Linked DNA regions of Bos taurus: region 1 is linked to region 2. A link is a contact called in public Hi-C data. All regions are on one chromosome and are shown on one strand. The core of a region is the stretch at or near the end of the contact, and the rest is flanking DNA. Distances in the headings are between cores, read along the strand shown. Region 1 has its middle 30 kb from the start of ZFP36L1. Region 2 overlaps RAD51B (RAD51 paralog B).

Region 1 (4,737 bases), core at 1,249-3,748, 890 kb before region 2:
GGGTTGGGGGAGTATATGGCCTCACAAGGGGTGGAGCACCCTTCCTGAGGATTCTGGGGCAAGGGTTTCATCAAGCATTAGAAGCAGTAACAAGGATACCGAGCATGACTGGCTATGAGGTGAGGGTTTCCTTATAAGGCCAGCGGATCCTCTCTTCTAGGGCCAGGTAAGCTAGCTCCAGCTATCTTAGAGGATTGCCACCCGTGCATGTTAGTTTTCCTCAGTAAGGTGTGTCAATAACTGAGGCCCGACTGAGGTTTGTTTAGATTTGGGATGTGGGCCAGGCCACTGGGGTGACCTTCATTTGGTGGATCCCGATATAGGAATTATCTTTGTCAGAAGGTAACATTCAAAGTCTTTGCTACTCAAAGTGTGGTCCGAGGACTGGCAGCATCATCACCTGGAGCTTGTCAGAGATGCAGATGCTTGGGCCCCAGCCCAGGTGCACTCACTCAGAAGGAACTTCTTATGAGGCTGTCCTGGTGATCTGCTTGCTTGCTGGTGCTGGAGAAGCCCAGCTGTCAGCAGTGGTTGGTGGGGCAAGTGGAAGGAGGGCTGGAGAGATGGGTTGGGCACACTTCCTCCTCAGTGTTTCCATGTGCAAGTTGTTAACTAGAATTCAGTATTTGTTTATAATTTTTTTTCCTTTGGGGTAAAAGAAGGTTTGTTGTCATTGTTGTTTAGTCAGTAAGTCATGTCCGACTCTTTGCGATCCCATGGACTGTAGCCTGCCAGGCTTCTCTGTCCATGAGATTCTCCAGGCAGCAATACTGGAGTGGCTTGCCAAGCCCTCCTCCAGGGGATCTTCCCGACCCAGGGATCGAACCCGTATCTCCTGTATTTGCAGGCAGATTCCGTACTGCTGAGCCATCAGGAAAGCAAAAAAAAAAAAAAAAAAAATTACATACCATGAAATGTTCACAACAACTGTCTTTTTGAATTTTCAATAAATGCATCTAATAATGAAACGAGACTCCAATCAAGATATAAAGCATTACTGGCAACTAGAAAGTTCTCTCCCCAGGCAATCCCTACCCTAGCCCCTAGAGGCAACTGCCATTGTGATTATTTTCCCACCATCGATTACTCTGCCAGTTTTAGAACTCCATATAAATAGGATCAGACAATAGGTTATCCTGTGTAATACTTTTGTCACTCACATAATGATTTTGATTTTATGCCGTGCGTTTCAGAAATTCGTCCCCGTGTGTTGCTGAGGAGTGTACTCTCATGTAGGTATACCACGGTCTGTACATCTGCTGGCCTGTTTCTGGGTTTTTGGTTATTATGAATAAGGCTACTAGGAACATTCCCCTATGAGTCTTTTTTGTGAACATATATCCTCATTTCTCTTGGGTAAATACCTAAGAAGCGTAATTGCTGGGTCATGGAAGAGGTATAGGTTTCATTTTTATGAGAAATCACTAGACTTTTTTCCAGAGTGGTTGTACAACTTTATACATTTACCAACAGTGTATGAGTGTTCCCGTTAACAGTCTCATTAGCATGTGGCTTTGTCAGGCTTTTCAATTTCCACCATGGTGGTGGGTGTATAATGTGTTATTTTATACTTCCTAATGATGACTAATGATGTTGATTATCTTCTTTTATGTGCTTATTGGCCTGGCCATTCACATGTCTTCTTTTGAGAAGTGTTTGTTCAAATCTTCTGTCTATCTTTAGGTGGGGTTGTCCTTTTACTACTGAGTTATATGCGTTCTTTCTATATCCTGAATACTGGTCCCTCGTCACATATGTTTTGCAAATATTTTCTGTGAGTGGATTTTTACAGGAATATTGGGTATTGGATTTGGCCCCAGGTGGGGCTTATGTGGGTGCAGGGCTGGAAGTTATGTGAACCACCGACTTTAGGGTTGCATGTTGTAGAGGGCCACAGCCCCCTCCCTCACGGGGCTGGTGTGAAGTGCAAGTGAGGTAACACAGGGAAAGTCCTTTGTAAAGTGCGGGACACACAAAGATTTAACACTGATCCTTTGAACATGCGAAGAGGAAGGGTCATTTCTCTGTCTTCTCCCCATTAGTGCAGTCTCTTGGAAGCAGGAGACAGGAGAGAAAAAGCTACCCATTGGCTGGAAACGGTCTCTTGTTAAGATCTGAGTGGTTATAGTGCCTAAAACACGGTACAAGCTTGGCATCCCACCTAGGTTCAAATCTGGGTTCTGCCAGTTACTCTTTGAGTGTTTCTGAGCAAGCCCCCATTTCATGAAAACTGGAAACAAACACCTACCTCCCGAGTCACTGTGTCATTATTATTATTTGCAGAATGTCACGCTGAGAGGACTGCCCATATTGTGCAATCCTCACAATGACCTTTTGTGTAAATTGTATCACCTCCCCCCACTCCCGTTAAGAATTTATGGGTTATTTAGATGCTCCTGAACTGAGAGCCTGTAGGAGGCTGCGTGGAGGCTGCTCTCCTACAAGTCCTGTCTGGGGAGTGTGGTTCCACACGTCTGTTCCACACAGAGCCACCAGGGGGCACACACCTCCTCTTCAGGGCTTGTGTTGAGGCTGGGCCGTTCCCTGCCCCTAACCCTGCCTCTCACTGCTGTCCAGCTCAGGGTCCAAACTGACCTCTGTGGCATTTTCCAATGGAGTATAATTTCAGAAGGTCCTCATTTGGGGATAAGGGGCTAAGAAGACCAAGGAACCCCGCATAGAAAGGCCAAGGAGGGCAGTACTGGTTTCTGTCCCCTTAAAGATTTCCTTGGCTCAGGGGGTTCACACAGGCGGGTGGGCACAGGGGAGGGAAGCAAGCTGTTGAACCGTTTTCTGTGCACCCTGACCCCACCCTTCATAGCCCTGTTACCTCCTTGGACCTCAGATCTCCCCCCATCCCCTACTCCCCCAGCCCTTGGCAATGACCCCTTGGTGAGCTACTTCCATGCCAGCTTGTACCCAATCCCTTTGGCAAACAGGCCTGGGCACTGACCCCGGGGCCCGGTGGCTGCAGGGCAGAGCTGCTGTCCTGGCCAGGCCTACCTCCCTGCAGGAGGCAGCAGCAAGGCCCTCTCGGCCACCACCCCCACCTCCACCTCGGGAAGGGCCAATGGATCTCTTGTTCCTCTTTTCCTCCCAGCAGGGGTTGGCACGGCAACGCCTGGCCTGGGGTCCTCTTACGCAATCAAGCAATGGCCGGTCGATGACTGACCAGGCCGGCCCGGTACTTGGTCATGGAGCGTGTGTACCTGGCGGGCAGGGCCCCTTGTTCTGGAGACTTGCTGTCTCAGGAGGGAGGTCTACAGGGTATTCTTCACGGTTAGCTAGCACTAGATGGGCCACCCAGCTTCCCAGAAACCTCGGTCCTTCTTGTCCTCCAGAGGCCATTCGATGGAGCAGTGGTTGCTTTTCCCTTCTGAGCCCTTTAGCTGTCCTACTATTTGGATCTTAGTCTACTTGCCTACCTGTCCACTTGCTCAATGGCTCGGTGGCTGTGGAAGTGGAGATACTTCTGCCCTCACTCATGCTGCCCACTGCCCACTGCCCACTTGTCCACTCCCTGGTCCTCTCACCCTCTCATCCAGAGGGAGTCTGAACAGCTCAGTTGCCGGTCTTGGCACTGAACCCAGCCATTAGGGAAGCTCTAAGTGACCGAGGGCAAAGCTTTTGGGGTCAGAGAGACCAGATGTGAATCCTGACTGTACTGTTTCCAGGCCACGTGGCAATGGGAACATTTGTCAAATCTCCGAGCCTCAGTCTCCTCATCTGTAAAATGGGGACCCTCTTCCTCCCACAGTGGGCATAAAGATTGGATTCGGAATTAATTAGGGTGCTTTAACCAGAGCCCAGGGAACGCGGCTGTGGTCACTGGGCCTCTCAGTGGCCATGTCCCGGCTGTGGGGACTCCACTTGGCCTGTTTCCCATGGCTTCCCTGTGCCTCAGGTTACACCCGGGACCGGCAGGGGCTCATCCCTGCTTCTTGACCAGGCTGTCCTCCCTGGGCAGGTGGCCCTCACACCCAGCCCTGAAATGGAGGTCGATAATCACCACCTTCCCACACACCCCTTCCTCTGCCTTCTGGCTTGCAGGGCACTCTGGGGTTACATCAGGTCAGCCAAGACACCTGGAAGAACCAGCTTGCTCCCTCCCCTTTGGCTGCAAGGTCTTCATGACATCTGTGGAGAGTGGGGCGGCTTAGAGCATCTGACCCCTCAAAGGGTCATTTCCCCTCCCCTCCGAGGCCTATACATGGACCTGTCCGTCCCCACCTCATTCTCTTCCTTCCATAGGCCCTCTGGGGGCTCTTTGGGAGCGGAAGGTGCTTCCTGACTGCAGGAAGAGTCAGTTGGGGTGGGCGAGGGGAGCTGGCAGGAGCAGGTTAGGGTGGGACTTGATGTGAAAGGGGGTCAGTTCCCTCTCCTGCAGACAGTCAGGAGGCTGCCCAGTACGTGGGGGAGCGTTGGATACCAGCCTTGTCTCGGGGATAATGTGTACAACTGTGGGTGTGGACTTCGGGGTGGATCAGACCACACTGCAAACTCTCCACTGGTCCTGGCACCTTGGGCTGGTCACTGATAAAAATCTTAGTGGTTTAAGAAATGCACGTGCCATGCTGAGCATGTGCCTGGCACCGAGGGGAGGCCACTGTGGGCAGTGGCCGTGTACCAGCCTGGGGGAGTTCCTGAGTCATTCAGCTCAGCCCAGCACCCCCCAGGACAGCCTTCAGGAGCCATGCAATGGTGCCCTTTGGGGGCCCTGGGGGGTCCTTCTCTCCC
Region 2 (4,659 bases), core at 749-3,248:
TCGTGAGAGGAATCAAAGCCAAGTCCTTTATAGGGACACCGCAGTCTTCCCCTTGGAGGACTTGGCAGGCTTTGTAGCTTCAACAAATTGACATTACTCCTGCTACTTCACATAAACCTTCACTTCAAGTTTGGTGTGTCTGCTACCACATTGCCCAATTCTTCCAGTCTTCCAAATACTATGAAGAAGCTTCCCAGAAATTCCTGTTTGGATCAGCAAAAACTATTTGGTGTCATCAGCAGATTTCACCATTTCCTTTTGGAGTCATTAAAACATTAAACAAGCACGATCTTGGTATCAACCCTCAGAGTTCCGACGATTAACCTCTCTCCAGCTGAAGTCAAGCCATTCTCAGTTATGTTGTGATTCCCATAGTAGGACCAGGACGTGTTTATTTGCTAAAAGCTTAAACTCTGGTGGATATTTTTTAACTGAAAGTTGCAAAATGCATTAAGAAAGTAAGGAGGAAAAAGTTCCCAAAGGAAAAGCCAAAGAAACCAGCAAAGAGAAACAGCTCCTACTTGAGTAGTCCTATTCAAGCACTCAACCACCCCATATTCCACTCTTTCTGAAACCTCAAGCAAAGGCTGACCTTTGCCCTCCAAGTATTTACTTCTTTTATAATCATATGATAAACCTTATTAAGTACATTTGAAAATTCTATATAAATTATAACTAGCAGATCCAACTACCTTATCAGCTTTTTCCCCTTTTTATTACATTTGAAGGGAAAAAAGTTAACAGCCCTCACTCAGAAAGTGATAAGGCAAATAGCTTCCTCCTCAGTTGAATCTGTACTCTGACCCAGAGAAATCACTCTTTTCTTGTATTCAAGAGCAAATTTGTTTGAAGCTTTCATTCCACTTTCCAAGCCTGCTCTCTGCAGCTGCATAAAAGATGAGACATGGGAATGAAAGAAAACTAGATTGGAGCCAAAAAGCAATACTGTCCGTACGCAAACTCACTCAAAGAGCAGCAAGGCTTCTATACATCCCTTCTCACTTTTGCCATCCTAGCAGAACCCTAGCCAAAAGGAGGAGGCGATGTACTATATCTGTCCAATTCTGTTGAAAACGACTTCCCATGTATAATCAAGGAAAGGATAAGTTCACCGGATGCACCTCCCTGCCTCCCCCACCCATCACCCAACACCCTCCCCCGACTCCCATCCCTAGTCTTAACACAGCCCAAGGTGGTGTCAGATCAACCTTTAGCTCTAAACTACATGGAATGAGGCAAGATCAAGGGAATGACTAGAAAGATGCTCACAGGTCATCATCATTTTAAGATGCCCATGGAGTAAGAGAATGGCAGAGACACTGCAGCAGTAAGCAGAATTTACTTCATCTGTCTTACCCCATGCACCATCAAGGCAGAATCTTCCCCTCCCAAAAGGCTGACTGTGCAGTAGACTTTCAGAAAGCCTGGTAGTGCATTAGCCTCCACGCAAAGGTGTCAGGTAAACATAACCCCAGCAATCTACTCAGGCCAACAGTGAAGTGCACAATTGAAAAAGTTCATTCTCAAAATCAAGGGCTTCCCAGGTGGCTCAAACGGTAAAGAATCTGCCTGCAATGCAAATGACCTGGGTTCAATCCTTGGGTCAGGAAGATCCCCTGGTGAAGGGAATGGCAAACCACTTCAGTATTCTTGCCTGGGAAAGCCCATGGACAGAGGAGCCTGAAGGGCTACAGTTCATGGGGTTGCAAAGGGTCCGACACGACTGAGTGACTAACACATACATGCACTGTCAAGATCAAACTCTGCTGGGATTAGAAGGGCATTCTCAAGGATTTTTACTCAGATGTCATAATAGCTCCGTGTTATTTTTAATGCTGTTCTTTGGATTTTGCCCCACACAGAATTCCCAAGTCACAAGAGGATCATGAACAATGTCCAGATGTATAAAATGCAAAAATACCTCCCTCCTACTTGTGGATTCCAAGATAAACACCACAAGAAGCACGTGTGACTAAACTCAGGGTCCATTCCAAATTAAATACTGCATCATGTGCACAGTGCAGGGCTTAAAAAACAAAACTGCACAAATATTCGACACGGTTCATAAGCCCGACTTGGGCAAGCGCATGACCACGTTGTAAGAAGGAAACATGAATTGGAGAGTAGGGGTAAAGGGTGAGAAAAGTCTCAGGCATGACCTTTCCCAGAAAATTGGTGCTATTTTCAGCCAACACTTGTATGATACAGGACACAGATGAAAGAAGAAATAGTATTTTTCTTTGTTTTCTTTCTACTGATGGCTCTCAATTCTAAAGCCACCCAGCAAATAGGAAAACCCTACAAATACTTCAAAATCCCTAGCTAAGTCATGCACAAACATCATTAAATATACACACACACGTACACACACATGCACAGAGGTAATGAATACTTAAATGTCTAGCCAGCCAGTCCAGACAGAATCCTTTTGACTTATAAACTGGGTTCTACACAGAGTCCATGGAACCTTAGGGAGCACAGAAATAGGGCATTCAGGTCATATGAAAAAAATCTACATTATTTTTATTATATTTCAAAAACTAAAAGTAAAAAAAAAAAAGGATGAGTGGATGAATAGATACTGTTCAGAGAAAGTCTGGCTGAGTTCAGTCTTCCATTTTATCCTAGGTAAATGCTTCTAATGAATTAAGATTGGGAAATGTTTACTAAAATATCTTGATTTTTTTAAACTTATATACCATTTAATAGATATAAAAGAATATGTATACTATGTAGGTTACTGAACCATAATGATAAAATATATACTCATGAACCCATCACCCAATTTATGAATCAGAATATTCCCAATCCCAGTGAAGTTACACATCGGCCCTTCTTGAATTCCATTCTTCTGTCTCCCTCCCGAAGATCATCAATATTCTGAGTAATGCATTTATTTTATTCTTGCCTCTTATAAAATAATTTTTACTACAACTGATGGCGTGTTCTGATGTATTTGCTAATCCCTCTTTGTGCATGCTTCCACAATGGGGAGGGAAGAAAAAGTAAAGTCCTTCAAGTGTTAGTCACTCAGTCGTGTCCAGCTCTTTACAACCCCATGAACTGTGTAGCTCACCAGGCTCCTCTGTACATGGAATTCTCCAGGCAAGAATACCAGAGTGGGTAGTCATTCCGTTTTCCAAGGGATCTTTCTGACCCAGAGTTCTAACTGGGGTCTCCTGCATGGTAAGGAGATTCTTAACCATCTAAGCCACCAGGGAAGCCATTACCTCAATGTATTTTTTTTTTTAAAAGAAGTATCTTTTTGCCTATCTTCCCCCAAATTTAAGTACCTCATGATCAGAAATTATGTCTCTAACTTACCAGTACCTAACAAAGTTATGGGCATAGAATAAGTGCTAAATACTTATTTTTCAATTCACCTTTCACATCAGAGCCCCAATGTCTTAAATGTTCCACAGTAGAGCTGGTCAGCAACAATAAAGATTGCTTCTTTAATCATTGCCTTTCTCCTATGACAGACCTCTAGGAACCAAGGACCAAGTTCATCAGTTATCTTCCTAGACTCTGAATCAATATATAATAACAGTCACTATATGACCTCATCACACACTAGATAAAATCTTAGGTGGTACTGAAATTATCAAATGAGACAATTCATCTACTAGAGTCATACAGTGATGACTCCTTACTTGGAGAGCACATTATCACACACAAAAGTTTAATATATATTTGAGCTACACTTAACCAGACATGCCAATAAGACATGGAGGTGTCAACTGTTTTTTACTTAAAAACAGCATTGTCTACAAAGCAAACCAAACTGATAGAGAAGTCCCCACTATTTGACAGCAAAGAGTTTCACAATCACCTTAAACATTACCAACTGAACACAAGTGTCTTTGAGGCTGTGTTCTTAAGGATAAACCTACAACTTCAATTACATGACCATTATGCAAAACGGTTGATTACAAATTTGTCCATCAGCCAAGAACAGCAAAAGTAGACAGTTTATGCCATTCTGGATTCAAAATTTTATTGTGCAATCTCTCCTAAAAGTATGTTAGAGAACTTCTCCGACATTTCTTTATTCTGAACAAAGCATAGATTAAGAAGAAAGAAATATCTCTCTGGGTATAAAAAGGAGTCAGGAGAGAATGTGCCAGAAGAACTTAGGCCAGTCATAAGACATCAATCTAAAGGATCTTTCTAAAGAGACAACTGTACTGTTATTCCGAAAGACTTAACAATTTACACTTTAGAAAGAAAAGTTTAGGGAACTGTTCACACAAGTGCACCTATAATCTGGAATTAGTGCTATTATTAAAAAAAAAATAAAATTAAAAAAAAAAATTTTAAGTACTGCAGCATATGCCAGGCTACTTTACCAAACCCAAACCTTTTCACATTAATACAGCTGAGAAGTCTTGGTCAAGAATCCATAACAGTTTTGATAGGTCATTCCAGGAAAAAGTTTCGGGACATTGAACATCATTCCCAGAAGACTCTTAGTATTCTTTTTCAAACACTCCATGAAAAAAAGAAGAAAAAAAAATCACTCATCTGTACCTATCACTTGCTACATATGACCATTTCTTAATTTGTCTCAGTTGAGTTTAAACCATCTTCACTGTTACCACTACACTTTGATATCAAGCTAAAGGTGTGGTGAGGGCACCAAGACTGTTCTTGACCACA

The links. A called contact is a pair of places that touch in the nucleus more often than the background predicts.
Region 1: a contact with region 2 is called in a Hi-C map of liver, with 3 times the contacts expected there. The contact joins two enhancer-like sites. A contact is called at or near these places in 2 of 11 Hi-C or Micro-C datasets (liver and skeletal muscle).

What each region holds. Positions count from the first base shown.
Region 1 is chr10:80,647,257-80,651,993 of ARS-UCD2.0, reverse strand. No RefSeq gene overlaps it. Among named protein-coding and RNA genes, the nearest start is that of ZFP36L1, 30 kb to the right of the region's middle. Within about 2 kb of position 2,498, at least 4 of the 102 cell types and tissues checked have an H3K27ac peak or open chromatin away from gene starts, as enhancers often do. A contact at or near this core is called in liver, where this site is marked.
Region 2 is chr10:79,761,165-79,765,823 of ARS-UCD2.0, reverse strand. All of the region lies in intron 7 of RAD51B (RAD51 paralog B), which reads right to left. Among named protein-coding and RNA genes, the nearest start is that of RAD51B, 94 kb to the right of the region's middle. Within about 2 kb of position 1,998, at least 10 of the 102 cell types and tissues checked have an H3K27ac peak or open chromatin away from gene starts, as enhancers often do. A contact at or near this core is called in liver, where this site is marked.